Linked DNA regions of Mus musculus: all the other regions are linked to region 5. A link is a contact called in public HiChIP or PLAC-seq data. All regions are on one chromosome and are shown on one strand. Each heading gives the region's core, a stretch centred on a gene start, on an enhancer-like site or on the middle of the called end of the contact. The rest is flanking DNA. Distances are from core to core; before and after follow the strand shown.

Region 1 (2,700 bases), core at 168-2,667, 570 kb before region 5:
CGCAGTCCCCGCTGCAGCGTCCCCTCCGGGCTTCTGGAGCCCGCGGCGGACGCAGGTCTGCAGGGCGATGGGTTCTGACCTGGCGCGGGAGAAGTTTTACGATTTCATTTGTCCTCCGTTCTGCGAGTTCCTAGTCCCTGCTTGCTCGGGTCCTGCCCGGACAAGCCACACGTGGTCTGGCTTCTAGCTGGCCCTCTGGATCTAAACCTCAAGGGGTCAACCGGGCCATGCTCCTGCAGCCCGCGGGTCCACGCGCCCTTCCCCGGGAACCACCGGGGCGCGGGAAGTCCTCCCCTAGCCGCCCAGCCTTGCAGACGGGGTCAAATCGGTCAGCCCCACTGAGGCCGGCCGGTACCTAAACCTCCGGGTAACACCCTCCCTGAGCCGGGCAGCGGGGACCGGCTGGGCTCACCTGAACCGTGCTCGCCCTGGAATCTGTGATCCGGGCCCGGCCCCGCGCCCCACTCACCGCGCGGCCCCCGCGGCCTCACCGCGTCTCTGCCGCAGCCGGGCCGGGCCGCGGGGCGTAGGGGACTCTGCCTTGCCGCTGCTCCAGCCGCCTCCGCGGCATCCCGGCTTCTGCTTCGCCCCGCCCGCCCCGGCCTCCGCGCGCGCCAGGACCCAGGACCCAGCCGCCTCCCGCCCCGCCGGGGACCCGGCGATTCAGCCATCGCTCCTCACCTCCGCCGCCGCGGCCGCCCCGCGCCCCGGCCCGAAGTCCCGGCGGCTCCCGGCCTGCTGCCTGCCGAGCCGGTGGCCGGCCGCGCTCCCGCCGCCGAGCGCGCACCCTCGCGGGCCCGGGGCGCACTCACCCGCACCCGCTCCCGCTCGCCCTGGGCGCGGAGTTGAGGCTGATGTGCGCTGAGCAGGGAGCTGCCGGCGAGCCGGGACCGCGCGTGCGTGTGTGCGCGCGTGTGTGCCACTCGGACCGGGGGCGCATCTCTTAGTCCACCAGACACCGGCGCGAAGTCGCGAGGGCCATGGATCAGGCCCCCGGGCTGGCGCGCAGAGAATCCAGCCTCTTTCCGCTTTTTCGTCCTCCTCCCTCCCAGCAGCGAGGAGCCAAGTGTTCCCTGAGGCGTGCGACAGCCCCGGCCCGGCGCTGCCCCTCGTAATGACACGTTAATAAATGTTTTCTTTTATCCGCTTTCACAGGGGCTCGCCCTGGTTTGCAAACACCCGGCAGCCTTAGCTGAAAGCCCCGCGCTCGCCTCTAAACACACACGCACACACTTGCCATTGGAGACGCCGGCTCGGGCCGATCCCCAAGCTAGATCGCGGGAGGAACTGCCCACGCGCCTGGGACCTTCCCACGCGTCTCCGAAGCTCTCTGAGAAATTAAGTTGAGCTCAAGCGAAAGCAGAAGCGTTGCCCAGACATGGGCCGGGAATGGGAAAGAAAGGGGAGGCCGGTTCCCTTGGTAAAGGGAGAACTCTGACTCCAGGTGGTGCTGTCTGCGCGGTTTCTGCCGTCCCCGAAGCCACCAGAGGCTTGAGGGGGCCCTGGCTGCCAAGGGTGGGTGAAGAGCCTCACAGAGCCCACCAGTAGCTTCAGAAAGTACAGCTGATGTGCTAGGGGGTTATCGACCCTGCGGTGGAACGGGGCGGGCCTCGGATGGAAACGTAACCCCTGAAAGTCTTCCAAGATGTTCATCCATTTATAGATACTGAAATCAAGACAGAGCCGTTAAGTTATTGGCCCAAGGTCAGATAGTTGGATCAGGATCTGAACCCAAGAAGCTGAGCTCCGGAGTTGTATCTGACCCCCCAGGCTGCGCTTATTTTCAAGATCCTCCTTCCCCTGGTGGGATTTTTCTAGTTTTCTGATGGATAGCGTTTGTCAAATTCACGTAGTAAAAATAACAGGGCACCGATGGAGATGCACTAAAATCACGTCCTCGCTGTTTATCTAAAATTCAAGCGGGTTGTCTGGACTGCGTGGGGGGCTCTCGACTCCGCCCATACAGTCGTTGTACTAACCCTGAACTTGCTTTCCTAAGCCGGGGGCAAGCCCCACCTTTGGCTAGTGTAGAGTCCTGGCTGGATACAGGATGTTAGGCGTGAGTATTCGCTTTCATGAACCCCCCCCCCCACCCTCCACCCCACCCCCAGGCATTCCAGTCTCAGTGCTGCATGAGAAGGGGCTGGGCCCCTGCAGCGCTGTTCATTGGATGCTTGGGGCAGAGGGCTCCCATCCTTGAGATTCTGAGAACTTCATTAGAAAGCACAAACACACAAACAAACATCAAATGTACAGTGCTGGTGCACGCCTGCAATCCCAGCTCTTGGGAGGCAAAGGCAGGAAAATAAAAAATTCAAGGTCACCCTTATCTACACACAGGGTGATTAAGACCAGTTGGAGGTCCAGGAGACCCTATTAAAACAAAACAAAACAAAACAAAACAAAACAAAAGGAAAAAAATCTCAGAAAATAAACCAATAAAACAGATAGAAAAGCAGGTGTAATCAGTTTCAACATCCCAGACATTTAATTGAATAATTAAATTGATTAATTTATATATCCTTATAGGGTCAACTCAGACAGTATTCTCGTGGCCCACATCTGTGATGCCTGCACTGGGAAGGCTGAGGCAGGAGGATCACCCAAAGTCAAACTTTCTATATAGTGATACTGTCTCAGAAGCACACGAAGCAACAACAATGTATACACTTGATCTTTTTGTATCCTTCTCTTTTTCTG
Region 2 (2,700 bases), core at 94-2,593, 780 kb before region 5:
CTGGGATACAGGCATGAGCCACCACACCTAGATACTATATGTGATGTATGATTGATTGATTGATTGATTGATTGATTTTTTGGTTTTTCGAGACCGGGTTTCTCTGTATAGCCCTGGCTGTCCTGGGCCTTACTTTGTAGACCAGGCTGGCCTGGAACTCAGAAATCCGCCTGCCTCTGCCTCCCGAGTGCTGGGATTAAAGACGTGCGCCACCACGCCCGGCCTGTGATGTATGATTTATGATTTGCATGTATATACACTGTACACACTGATACTTCACATGTGTATTTACTGCTTTATTACATATGTACATATGAACTCCATATATGATGCTTGCTATGTATAACATATCATGTGTCATATAGACAGTATTATTACTGTCCCACTTACTGATGGGAAATCTGAGGCACAAGAAGTTTAGTAACTTATTTAGAGTCACAAAGTCTGGCCAGTTAGCACAGTGCTAACTAACAGAGTCATCAAGCCACTAAATACCAGTTGACTTTGTCTTCGGGACTCCTTGGTTTTGGGAGCCATGGTTTCACCATGACAGGTTGATTGGGGAAACATCTGTTTGTCTCCCTCTGGTTTTTGTTTATTGGTTTGTTTGTTTGTTTGTTTGTTTTCCGAGACAGGGTTTCTCTGTGTAGCCCTGGCTGTCCTAGAACTCACTCTGTAGACCAGGCTTGCCTTGAACTCAGAAATCCACCTGCCTCTGCCTCCCAAGTGCTGGGATTAAAGGCGTGCGCCACAACACCTGGCTTGTCTCCCTCTGTTATTTCCTCCTTCCTAACACAGTACAAAACCTAGAACTGATTGACTATAAGCCCAGGACTCAACAGGTAGAGGTAGGAGGAGAGAGAGAGACTTTGTGAGCTGTGTCAGCCTCTGCTACATAGCAAGTTTGAAGCCAGCCTGGGCTACATAGTGAGAACACACACATACATACAGAACTCAGAGCTCCACTTTTAGGGACTCTGGGATCGAACTCGGGTTGGGCCAGCAGGGTTGTAAATGGGCACCTTTACCACTGAGCCATTTTGCTAGACCAAATTATCAATTTTACTATGCTTTCTAGTATCAAAACCAGGATCTCTCTCCCAACCGGCAGGAGCACTGCTCAGCCTCCGAGCCTTCACGGTTTTATTTTTCCGGTAACACTGAAGGGTCCTCATAGCTGTTACGGCCTCCTCAAGTCCTCTCCGTCGGAGAAACCCTGGGGTGGGCCTCCTGGCAGTTTGTTTTCTCTTCATCGCTGACAAGCAGGATCAGATCAGGCTGAACTTCCTGTGGAAGAATTCACAGAAGAGTTATTTATGGCTACTTCATCTTCCGGCGCCGAGACAGTGACCGGGGTTAAAGTTAGAGGGGTGCGGAAGTGGAGCACGGGGAGAAGAAGGCGCGGTCGGGGCGCAGCTGCTTAGATAAGCTGTTTAGATTGCACACTGAGTGGTATATATTTAACGCTTATTCTTTCACACTTTATTAATTTATCTGCTTGTGTTTTCGCACGCACACACTACAGTGTTCATGGAGCGCTCGGAAAACGCGTGGAAGTCAGTTCTCTCCTACAGTGTGGGTCCTAGGGACTGAACTCAGCCCGCCAGGTTCAGCAGCAAGAACTTTACACACTTAGCCATCTTCCTAGCCCAGTGCCTAATATTTTAAAATCTACTGGAGAAAGAGAGAAGAAAGAAAACTGTCTTCTTCCATTTGTTTTGAGAAAAGAGTCTCCTGTAGCCTAGATTCCTCTTAAACTCCCCATTCTGAGCTGAGGAAGGCCTTCGACTCAGACCCTCTTGCCTTTGCCGCCATGCCCTGAGCATGTTCTGTGACTCAAGCCTGTAATTATACCGTGGGGAAGGCAGAGATGGGCAAATCTCTTCGAAGTCAACGGGCCCTTTGGGTGGCTCACTCCAGCTCCAGTTCCAGGACTTCTGACACCTTCTGACCTTGCACAGGAAAGCACACATGTGCACAAACGCACAGCCACACATATGTACACATATGTACAGAGGAAGGCCAGGAAACCAAAGCCTCCTTCTCGGAGCCTTCCTTGACTCTCGGGACTCTTTCTTCTAACTTTTCTTTTTCTTTCTTTCTTTCTCTCTCTCTCTCTCTCTCTCTCTCTCTCTCTCTCTCTCTCTCTCTCTCTCTCTCTCTCTCTCCCTTCCTTCCTTCCTTCCTTCCTTTCTTTCTTTTCTTTTTTTTTTTTTTATTTTTGGCTTTTCCAGACAGGGTTTCTCTGTATAGCCCTGGCTGTCCTGGAACTCACGCTGTAGACCAGGCTGGCCTCGAACTCAGAAATCCGCCTGCCTCTGCCTCCCGAGTGCTGGGATTAAAGAGAAGCTTCTGAAGGTCCTGAGTTCAAATCCCAGCAACCATATGGTGGCTCACAGCCATCCGTAGCAAGATCTGACTCCCTCTTATGTAGTGTGTGAAGACAGCTACAGTGTACTTACATAGAATAAATAAATAATTTTTTTAAAAAGTAGCTTGGGCTGCAAAGTGAGATCAAGATAAAATTCAGAGTCATAGACACACAGGAGAGAGGCCTGGGGAAGACAGAGGAAAAGCCCTGGTGGGGGTGGGGTGAGGTTGAGGAATCAATACACCCAGCATTTCTAGCAAACCCCAGAGACAGAGGTGGGCTGGAGTACCTCTCCCCAGAGAGTTCGAAGCAACCCAGTTCTGCAGAAA
Region 3 (2,700 bases), core at 193-2,692, 550 kb before region 5:
CAGAAGAAATCTGAGCTTTTGGTTCCCTTGGAGGCCAGCTGTCAGGGATGCAGAGTGCAGAGGTCAAGAGAGGCCTGCCTGAGAAGATGTTGCCCAGAGCAACAACCTGGGGGAGGGGAGTGGGAGGGATTGGCCTAGACTCTGTCTTTGGAGGCCTGGTCAAGGCAAGAAACCAGGAGCTGAGCCATTCAGGACTGAAGTTGATACCCTTAGGGGGGCTGGTGGCTCACTTTCGGAAAATTACTTTCCTGTCTTTGGTCAAAATAGCACTGTGGGCAGCAAGTATTGTGTATAAGACAGATAATAAAAGCTCCCAGCTTATAGGATGGGTGTGTACACCCCAGCCTGCCCTGGGAGAAATCACATCACAGCAAACAGAGACCATCAGACTCTCCAAGGGATGGGCCCATCCTCCTTCCTAACACACAGAAGCAGGGCTTCTAGAAGCCATTTGCCCGTCCCAGCTGTTTTGAGTATTCCTCGCACCCGTTTTTTTATGAGTCTTTGAGAGGGGGACCTGCCTGTGTTGGCAGGTTTCAATTTCATCTCGAGTCTACTCTGCCTGGTAACAGAAGCCCCAAAGCACAGGAAAGCGACCACAGGCATCTGGAAAAGATTGACTTCTGTGTTTTTAATCACCAGAAGAAAACCCAGCCAGGGAGTTAGCCAGTTGAACTGAGAGTTTGAGGGCTAAGGCCAGCAGCAGCAAGGGAGAGAAGTCTCATGGGGCCCAGAGACAGTTTTCCCCAGAGAACTCCAGAGGCAGGCCCTGGAGGAGCAGCCAGGCTGGAAGCACAGGACAGGGCCAGTTTTGAAAGTTTGTTTGTGCCTATCCCATTCTCTTTCCTCTCTGAGTTTTTACCTTGGTGGTGGAAAAAGTGTTGTGATTTCTAAAGACAACTTCTTCCTCATCTTCCCCTGTGAACTGCCGAGCAAAGGATTAATTTAGATTTCTGCCATGCCGGGGCCTCTCTCATTAAATGAATCCCATTGTCTCGTGGAAGCCCAGGCAAGTCAGCTTAATGACGCCTCGCTCCCTCCAGTCCTGAGCAAACGTCCCGGGTGCTTTCTGGCTCTCTCTGCCATAGTTTCCTTGGCAGCTTTCCAGTTTCCATTCTGTTGCTCCATGCTCCAAACTCCTCCCCCACCGGCCCCACCCACACTATAGTCTGCACCCCTTTCTGATGCCTCGTGGGGTGTGCTTACCCCATTTCTATGGTTTCTGTTTCTACTGACAGTGTGACTGTACACAGCCAGGCTGTTTGGAGTTCTCAGAAGACATGGAGTCGGGTTCCTCGTGTCCCTGACAACAGTTCATGTTTGCTGGGATAGGATGTGTTGGTTGCAGGGAAAGGCAGACATTCTTATGCCCATAGTCGGAATAAAGGGCACACAAACACTTGTTCCTTCTAAAGGAACAAGCAAGAAAGAGTCCCAAAAAGTCCTTTCACTTCTCCATATGGGCCTGGATGAGGAAGTGGTCAGAGGCAAAGATTTCACATCCTTTAGCAGTCTGGAAGATTGAAAAGACAGAAGCTGGTCTGACATTGAACAGAAATCTCCATAAAACAATCTCTGCAGGGTGGATCTCATTGCATCTCAGACTGTGGCTGGGTGCTTCATGGACATATGACCTTCTGGGCTGAGACAGACAGAGCTCATGGAAACTTGGGCTAATTGGTTAGGATCCCCCCTTCTCTTGGACTGGTGCTCAGGCTGGAAAATGGGACCATTCTGAAGGCTTGTTGAGGGCAGAGAGTGGGCATGCCTCAGGGTGGGGATGCCGAAGGAAGGTAATGGGAGCTGGGCTGTAGATCGTGCCCTGAATATTTCTAGACACATAGGAGTGTGAAGCGGGTGTGGGCTTTGTAGCAGTCAGCTTTGGCTGTGTAACAAAGTCCCCCATCCTTCCAATGTTCATGGCTCACACAAGCCTTTGTTGCCTCCAGTTTCTAAGGGTTGGATTCGGGCACTTCCTGAATGGTTTGGGGGCTCCAGATCCATTGCGGGCTAGCAGCAGGGAGCAGCTGCAGGCCTTGAGGGTGTTCTTGTAAGTGCCATGGAAGGACAGACTCTGGGCTTGCTCACGTGGCCACTGGCCCCACATTCCCTTCCTAACCAAACATCCCCACCCCTGTACATCAAATCTGCGTTGTGTGGGAAGGGACATGGAGTCGAAGGGACAGGGATCAAGAAAGGCTGGCTGCTATCAATTTTATTTAAAAGGTCCTTAGAGGGGCTGAGGAGGCGGTTAAGCTTAAGGACTTGAGTTCCAGAGCCCACATAAGAAAGCTGGGTGTGGTGGCATGCGTGGGTAGCCCCAGTGCGGGAGGTGTGGACAGGAGGCTCGCTGGCCAACCAGTCTTGCCTAATTGGTGAGCTCCAGGCCGAAGAGAGACCTGTCTCAAAGGAGGTGGGCTGCATTTCTGTGACGGACACCTGGAAGGACAGGGAATGTGAAGAGATGAATCTGAGAGGATTGTGTCCCCATCTTGAATGTCCCCGCAAGCCTGGGTTGGTGCCATGTGACATGCGTTTGCTGTTTTTAATTTTCTTCTCTTCAGGGTAGGAGACAAAGCCTCATTAACATGATGCATTGAAGCAGGAAGCAAAGAGACGGTTAAATGACCTGAGAGGCGATGTTTGCAGCCAAACAGGGTGGCGTTGCTACCCCAGCAGTGAGGCTTGGAGAGGCCAGGA
Region 4 (2,700 bases), core at 69-2,568, 710 kb before region 5:
CCCTGACTGTCCTGGAACTCACTTTGTAGATCAGGCTGTCCTCGAATTTAGAAATCCGCCTGCCTCTGGCTCCCAAGTGCTGGGATTAAAAAAGCGTGTGAGATTATAGGCCCGTTGGGAATTGACTTTAAAAACAAACAAAATACCTCTAGCCAGGATGGTGGAGTACTCATGAGGCAGAAACAGTCAGCTCTCTTTGAATTTCAGGTCCTGCTGATCTCCATAACTAGCTCAAAAAAAAAAAAAAAAGGAGTTAATTTTTTGAAATTGCGTGACATGTACAAAACCTTCAAAGATGTAAAGGAAAAAATGACTGTGATTTTAGTCTTTCACATGCAAGTTCTCACTATAGAGCCTAGGCTTGTGTCAGAGTCTCAGTTCTCTTAACTGAACCTTCCAGTGTGGGACTGCAGCCTCAGTGCTTGGCTTCAGACTGTCCAAGTAAGTGCCATGTATAAGTAGAACCTATAGAGAGAATTGAGATTATATTGTTTTATAATGTGCTGTGAACCTTTTTGACACTATACAGTATATCATGTTATGGGTAGAACTTAATTTTGTAACTTATTTTGGTAATATAGCATTGCTATCTTTTTTTTTTTTTTTTTTTGGTTTTTCGAGACAGGGTTTCTCTGCAGCCCTGGCTGTCCTGGAACTCACTCTGTAGACCAGGCTGGCCTGGAACTCAGAAATCCATTTGCCTACTGCCCTGCTCACATTGCTATCTTTTTTTTTCTTAGTGTAAAAATTCTTTTTGCTAGGTGTGGTAGCACATACTTTTAGTCCTAGCACTTTGAGGCAGAGGCTATGCAGATGACTGTGAACTTGAGGCCACTATGGTCTACATAGGCAGTTCCAGGCAGCCAGGGCTACATAGAAAGGTCCTGTCTCAAAAAATGACAACAAAACCCTGCATAGTTTCTCATTATGAGGCTCCAGTTGGCCTGCAGCCCTCCATGTATACCAGCTTGCACGTTGTGTGCACCTTCTTTCATGTCTGCCCTAGCAGTTTTGGGGGGGAAATTCCTTTCCCCACACAGTCATCTCATCAGTCAGTACTCATGGCTTTGCAAACTAATGGTAAATGGGGTGGGGTAGGAAAGAATGAACAAATAGATTATATACAGTAAAAATGGAAAAGTCGATAAGATCTTTGTATTTAGGCTGAAAAACATTAGCTGTTCTGGACACAGCTTTTCAGGAATGCTTTGGTAGCTCTGTGAGAAAATTGTGAAATTGTTCAGTATCTGGTGCTGAGGTTCTGCTGACTGTTGTGATAATAAAATGACTCCTCCCGGCTTTCAGGAAGCACTGCTGGAGGGAGCTGGGAACACAGCGTCATCAGAACACTAAGTGTAGCAAGCCGTGGTGTATGTAGACAGTCATGAGTGCACTCTGTGTCTGGGCTGAAATCTGCTTCCTTTGTGCTTCCTTCTTTAAGTGCATGCTGGAAGATAATGTCTTCCCACTCCAGTGTCCTGCCCCTGTGTGGCCCTTCTTTCTCTCCTTTAATGCAGCATATATCCCAGGGCTAGCATCCTACTGCCTGTTGTCCTGCCTCAGACTTCTCAGCCCTGAGATTACCACTGTGTTACCATTCCTGAACGAAAAACAGTAAAATGGTACTAATTGTATTGAAACATATTTTTCCAAAACAAAATGAATTCTTCCCATTTAGCAAATAAAAGATAGTTTTTGTTTTGTTTGTTTTGTTTTGTTGCCAGACCAGATAAATGGCTGTGAAGCTAATTTGTATTTTCTCTGAAAGAATAATCAGGAAGGTTGATGTAGAGACTTTTTAAAAGAAACTGTGACCCCTTGCTAGGCTGTGGGTGAGGGCGGAGGTTTTCTGCTTTAAAGATCCTTATGCTCTGGGTTGGGCCTTTTGCTGAGGATGAGGCACTTTTGTGGAAGCGTTGCCATGGTGACTGCCTTCCAAGAGCTGCCTCAAGGTCACTCATCACTCTCAGCACTGAGTACTCAGATTTTGTAGATCAAACAGCGTTAATTATTATGTCAACTTACTGGACCATTTCTAGAAAACCTAACCAGTACTTTGAATGTTGAAATTTAACCTGCCAGATTAGGAGGTTAGTGGCAAATCTATAAAGCTATAGATTATAATGCCCGATTTAAAAACAACAACTTAACTTGATTGCATTTAGAACGTCTGCCATACCTCCCTTGGTATTTATTCATTTACAAGTGTAATACAGAGTGCCTTAGTATTTATTCCTCTGGTAAATTGAGCTCTAAGTTGTAGTTTGTTTCATCTGATAATTAGATGATTGTCCCATGTTTTTCCAAAAGCAATTTCAGAGGCTTCTGTATCAGGGCATGTGCTCTTTTTGTCTCATGCTCCTGTTAATTTTTCTTCTCCTCGGTTTCTAAATTGTAATCTTTTCATTATGAACGTCATATGGTTTATAAAGCTGTTTCTTGGGGAAGGAAAACGTGGAGAGAAATGTCCCCTTACGTTGGTCTTTGCTGTGGGTTTTGTTCTGGGCAAGGAGGAATCAGCCTTGTGCTTCCGTTAGTGCTTGAAGGTGACTTTGAGATCAGAGCTGAGTGCTTCCTGTACAAAGGGAACAAATAGTAAATGCCGCTCACACACCTGACTGACTTCGGTTTTTTTTTAAGCTAATTACACTCTAACTGGTAGCTGTGCTTTCGGCATTAGACAGATTCCTTCTCACAGGG
Region 5 (2,700 bases), core at 146-2,645:
AATGTTATCCCCCTTCCCAGTTTCCCCTCCACGAGCCCCCTATCCCCTCCTCCATCCCCCAGACAATTCTTATTTCATGGCTCTGCAGTCCCTGCTCCACAACTTAGCTCTGTTGTGTCAAGGACGATTGGAAATGAATGAGCATGGCAGGTTTCCAATAAAGCTTTATTCACAAAAACAATGTCCCAGCTGTGGTTGCTAAGTTGTAAGCAGAGCAGAGGGAGGGAGAGAGGGAGGGAGGGAAAGAGGGAGGGAGAGGGAGGGAGAGAGAGAGATCTCCCTCTCTTTAAATCTTTATGGAGACCACCTTTTTCTGGTCTTGGCTCCTAGTAAACTTTTTTTTTTCTTACTTACACAGGGAATAACTACACAGAACCCAACACACTTTAATCCATCATTGAATGAATGAATGAATGAGTGAGTGAGTGAGAGAGAGAGTGAGTGAATGGCTCTCATTTAGAAGTGGTTCCAGTGAACATCCTAGCAGGTAACCTGGGCATAACCAGAACAACAAGTCTCCATGCTCCGTGGAGACTACCCACTCTCCCCCCCCCAATCACCCCCCCAGACATCAACAGAAGGCTTTGCTTTCCAAATCCCCCCACCTAGTGAAGAAGGACAGCCACAGGGGGGCTGAGTTCTCTGAAGCAGACTGCTGCGAGTGATGAATCCATCCCTGACTCCTGGCCTTTTCATTTGTCCCAGCAGAAATGAGAATGAGTCACAGCTCTTGCTGCGAGCATTTTTTTGTTTTTTTTACTACATCCTTGTGTGTGTATATATCTCCTGCCTGTGAACCGGGAGGTCCGGGTGCTGCTGGTGCGGGGCTAATGACTTCAGCTGCAACTACAAAAGCTGTCAAGTCTTGCTAACCAGACTTCCTTCCCTATGCCATCAGCATCCAATAAATAAAGAAGGAGAGGGAGATTTTGTGTCTGGCAGAGGATGTGGGGCTATACAGCGACTCAAGCAGCCATGTTACGCTTTCCTATCCACAATTTCCTTCCCTCCAACGCCTGCCACTGGTCCCCTCCCTCCAGAAAGTCCTTCATTAATCTGATCCTGAAGCCCAGCTCAGAAACTGCTACGACCTGTGAGTCAGCTCTCCCCTCTGTGGACCACACAGTGCCCTGGTGTGTGCTGCTGGAGTTCTCTGCAGACACAATCCAAGCTGACTCCTTTCCGTCAACTCCTCGCTCGCTTCTCTTTGAGGAGCAGCAGGAGAAACGTGAGGTCATTTCCACGTGGCCGTGTTTTCGCTCTCCAGCCTGATGTGGCAGACACAGCTGACTTGGAAATTGTGAAATCAGAAGTCAGATCAGCACTTGGCCTCTGGCTGGCTGTGTGACTTCATGTCTGGGGCCTGTGTTCCTGCGTGTGTAAATGGGGATGGTGATTGTCATGGTAATGGAGCAGATGTCTCCTGGGCATTTACTCCGCTGAGTAAATGCGGCAGGGGTTTCTGTCTACTGCTACATTTGAGCCCCAGCACAGAACCTGGCCTGTTCTGTGCTGAAGGGACCTGCTGACTTTGTGTGTGTCCCCCAAACGCCTTGTGCTGGAATCTTTATCCCTAGGGCCTTGACAACGTCTGTAAGAGGAGGTCGGTTCCAGAAGATCCTGTGCTCATGCAGGCACTGATGATGTTCTTGTGGGAGGGACTTAGACCACAGGCTGGATTTGTCATAAAAGTTCAATGGCCTGTGGTAGCACAGGCCTGTAATCCCAGCACACCCAGGAAGTGAAGGCAGGCGACTCTGGCGTCCAAGGTCATCCTTAGCTGCGTAAGGAGTTCAAAGCTACTTTGTCTCCAAAATACAAATAAACCAACAAATAAAAAAATAAGAGGGATGGAGAGATGGCTCAGGGATGCTGTCTGAGGTCCTGACCCAGGATCCCTGACACCGATGTGAAAAGCCAGGCGTGGCCGTGTACATTTATAACCCTAGAGTTTTGTGAGTGGAGACATGGGGGGGGGGGCCCTAGAGTTTTCTGACCAGCTCACCTGGCTGGACCAGTGAATCCCAAGTTCAAGGAGAGATGCTGTCTCAAAACATAAGGTGGTAGAGCCTGGAGGGATGGCTGTGAGGTTCAGAGCACTTGCTGATCTTGCAGAAGACCTGAGCTTAGTTCCCAGCATCCAAGTCAGGCAGGCCACACCCACCTGCAATGCCACACCCACCTGCAATGCCACACCCACCTGCAATGCCACACCCACCTGCAATGCCACACCCACCTGCAATGCCACACCCACCTGCAATGCCAGCTCCAGGGGATCCATTGCCTTCTTCTGACCTCTCTGGTTTCTACTCACATGTGACAGAAACACACACACAGTGTCTTAGTTAGGGTGTTACTGCTGTGAACAGACACCATGACCAAGGCAACTCTTATAAAGACAACATTTAATTGGGATTGGCTTACAGGTTCAGAGGTTCACTCCATTATTATCAAGATGGAAACATAGCAGCATCCAGGCAGGCATGGTGTAGGAGGAACTGAAAGGTCTACATCTTCATCTGAAAGCTGCTAGCAGAATACTCACTTCCAGGCAGCTAGCAGTAGGGTCCCACACGCACCTACTCCAAAAAGGCCACACCTACTCCAGCAAGGCCACACCTCCTAATAGTGCCACTCCCTGGGCCAGGCATATACAAACCATCACACACAGATAGACAAGGAAATAAGATGGAAGACAAT

Evidence for each region. HiChIP or PLAC-seq counts read pairs in DNA pulled down with a chosen protein or histone mark.
Region 1: an H3K4me3 HiChIP or PLAC-seq map of bone marrow-derived macrophages shows a contact between it and region 5, with 7 times the contacts expected there. The contact joins the promoter of Sulf2 here to the enhancer-like site in region 5. A contact is called at or near these places in 7 of 115 datasets of contacts at active chromatin or transcription factors (bone marrow-derived macrophages, embryonic hindbrain, embryonic midbrain and 3 more) and 2 of 9 other capture datasets (adipose tissue and liver).
Region 2: a contact with region 5 is called in an H3K27ac HiChIP or PLAC-seq map of microglia, with 6 times the contacts expected there. The contact joins two enhancer-like sites. A contact is called at or near these places in 4 of 115 datasets of contacts at active chromatin or transcription factors (embryonic stem cells, large pre-B cells and microglia).
Region 3: an H3K4me3 HiChIP or PLAC-seq map of bone marrow-derived macrophages shows a contact between it and region 5, with 5 times the contacts expected there. The contact joins two enhancer-like sites. A contact is called at or near these places in 3 of 115 datasets of contacts at active chromatin or transcription factors (bone marrow-derived macrophages and embryonic stem cells).
Region 4: an H3K4me3 HiChIP or PLAC-seq map of bone marrow-derived macrophages shows a contact between it and region 5, with 4 times the contacts expected there. The contact joins two enhancer-like sites. A contact is called at or near these places in 3 of 115 datasets of contacts at active chromatin or transcription factors (bone marrow-derived macrophages, embryonic stem cells and large pre-B cells).

The regions. Positions count from the first base shown.
Region 1 is chr2:166,154,266-166,156,965 of GRCm38.p6, forward strand. Sulf2 (sulfatase 2) reads right to left here and starts at 1,418. Exons shown (of 21, transcript NM_028072.5): 1 at 1,238-1,418.
Region 2 is chr2:165,953,683-165,956,382 of GRCm38.p6, forward strand. No RefSeq gene overlaps it. Among named protein-coding and RNA genes, the nearest start is that of Platr29, 27 kb to the right of the region's middle. Within about 2 kb of position 1,344, at least 133 of the 459 cell types and tissues checked have an H3K27ac peak or open chromatin away from gene starts, as enhancers often do. A contact at or near this core is called in microglia, where this site is marked.
Region 3 is chr2:166,179,814-166,182,513 of GRCm38.p6, forward strand. Gm30320 (a long non-coding RNA gene) reads left to right here. Exons shown (of 4, transcript XR_866951.1): 4 at 2,565-2,700. Among named protein-coding and RNA genes, the nearest start is that of Gm30536, 13 kb to the right of the region's middle. Within about 2 kb of position 1,443, at least 169 of the 459 cell types and tissues checked have an H3K27ac peak or open chromatin away from gene starts, as enhancers often do. A contact at or near this core is called in bone marrow-derived macrophages, where this site is marked.
Region 4 is chr2:166,019,918-166,022,617 of GRCm38.p6, forward strand. The region is part of intron 1 of Ncoa3 (nuclear receptor coactivator 3); the gene reads left to right. Among named protein-coding and RNA genes, the nearest start is that of Ncoa3, 29 kb to the left of the region's middle. RefSeq lists an enhancer at 1-2,700. Within about 2 kb of position 1,319, at least 148 of the 459 cell types and tissues checked have an H3K27ac peak or open chromatin away from gene starts, as enhancers often do. A contact at or near this core is called in bone marrow-derived macrophages and embryonic stem cells, where this site is marked.
Region 5 is chr2:166,729,081-166,731,780 of GRCm38.p6, forward strand. No RefSeq gene overlaps it. Among named protein-coding and RNA genes, the nearest start is that of Prex1, 17 kb to the left of the region's middle. Within about 2 kb of position 1,396, at least 136 of the 459 cell types and tissues checked have an H3K27ac peak or open chromatin away from gene starts, as enhancers often do. A contact at or near this core is called in adipose tissue, bone marrow-derived macrophages, embryonic stem cells and 3 more, where this site is marked.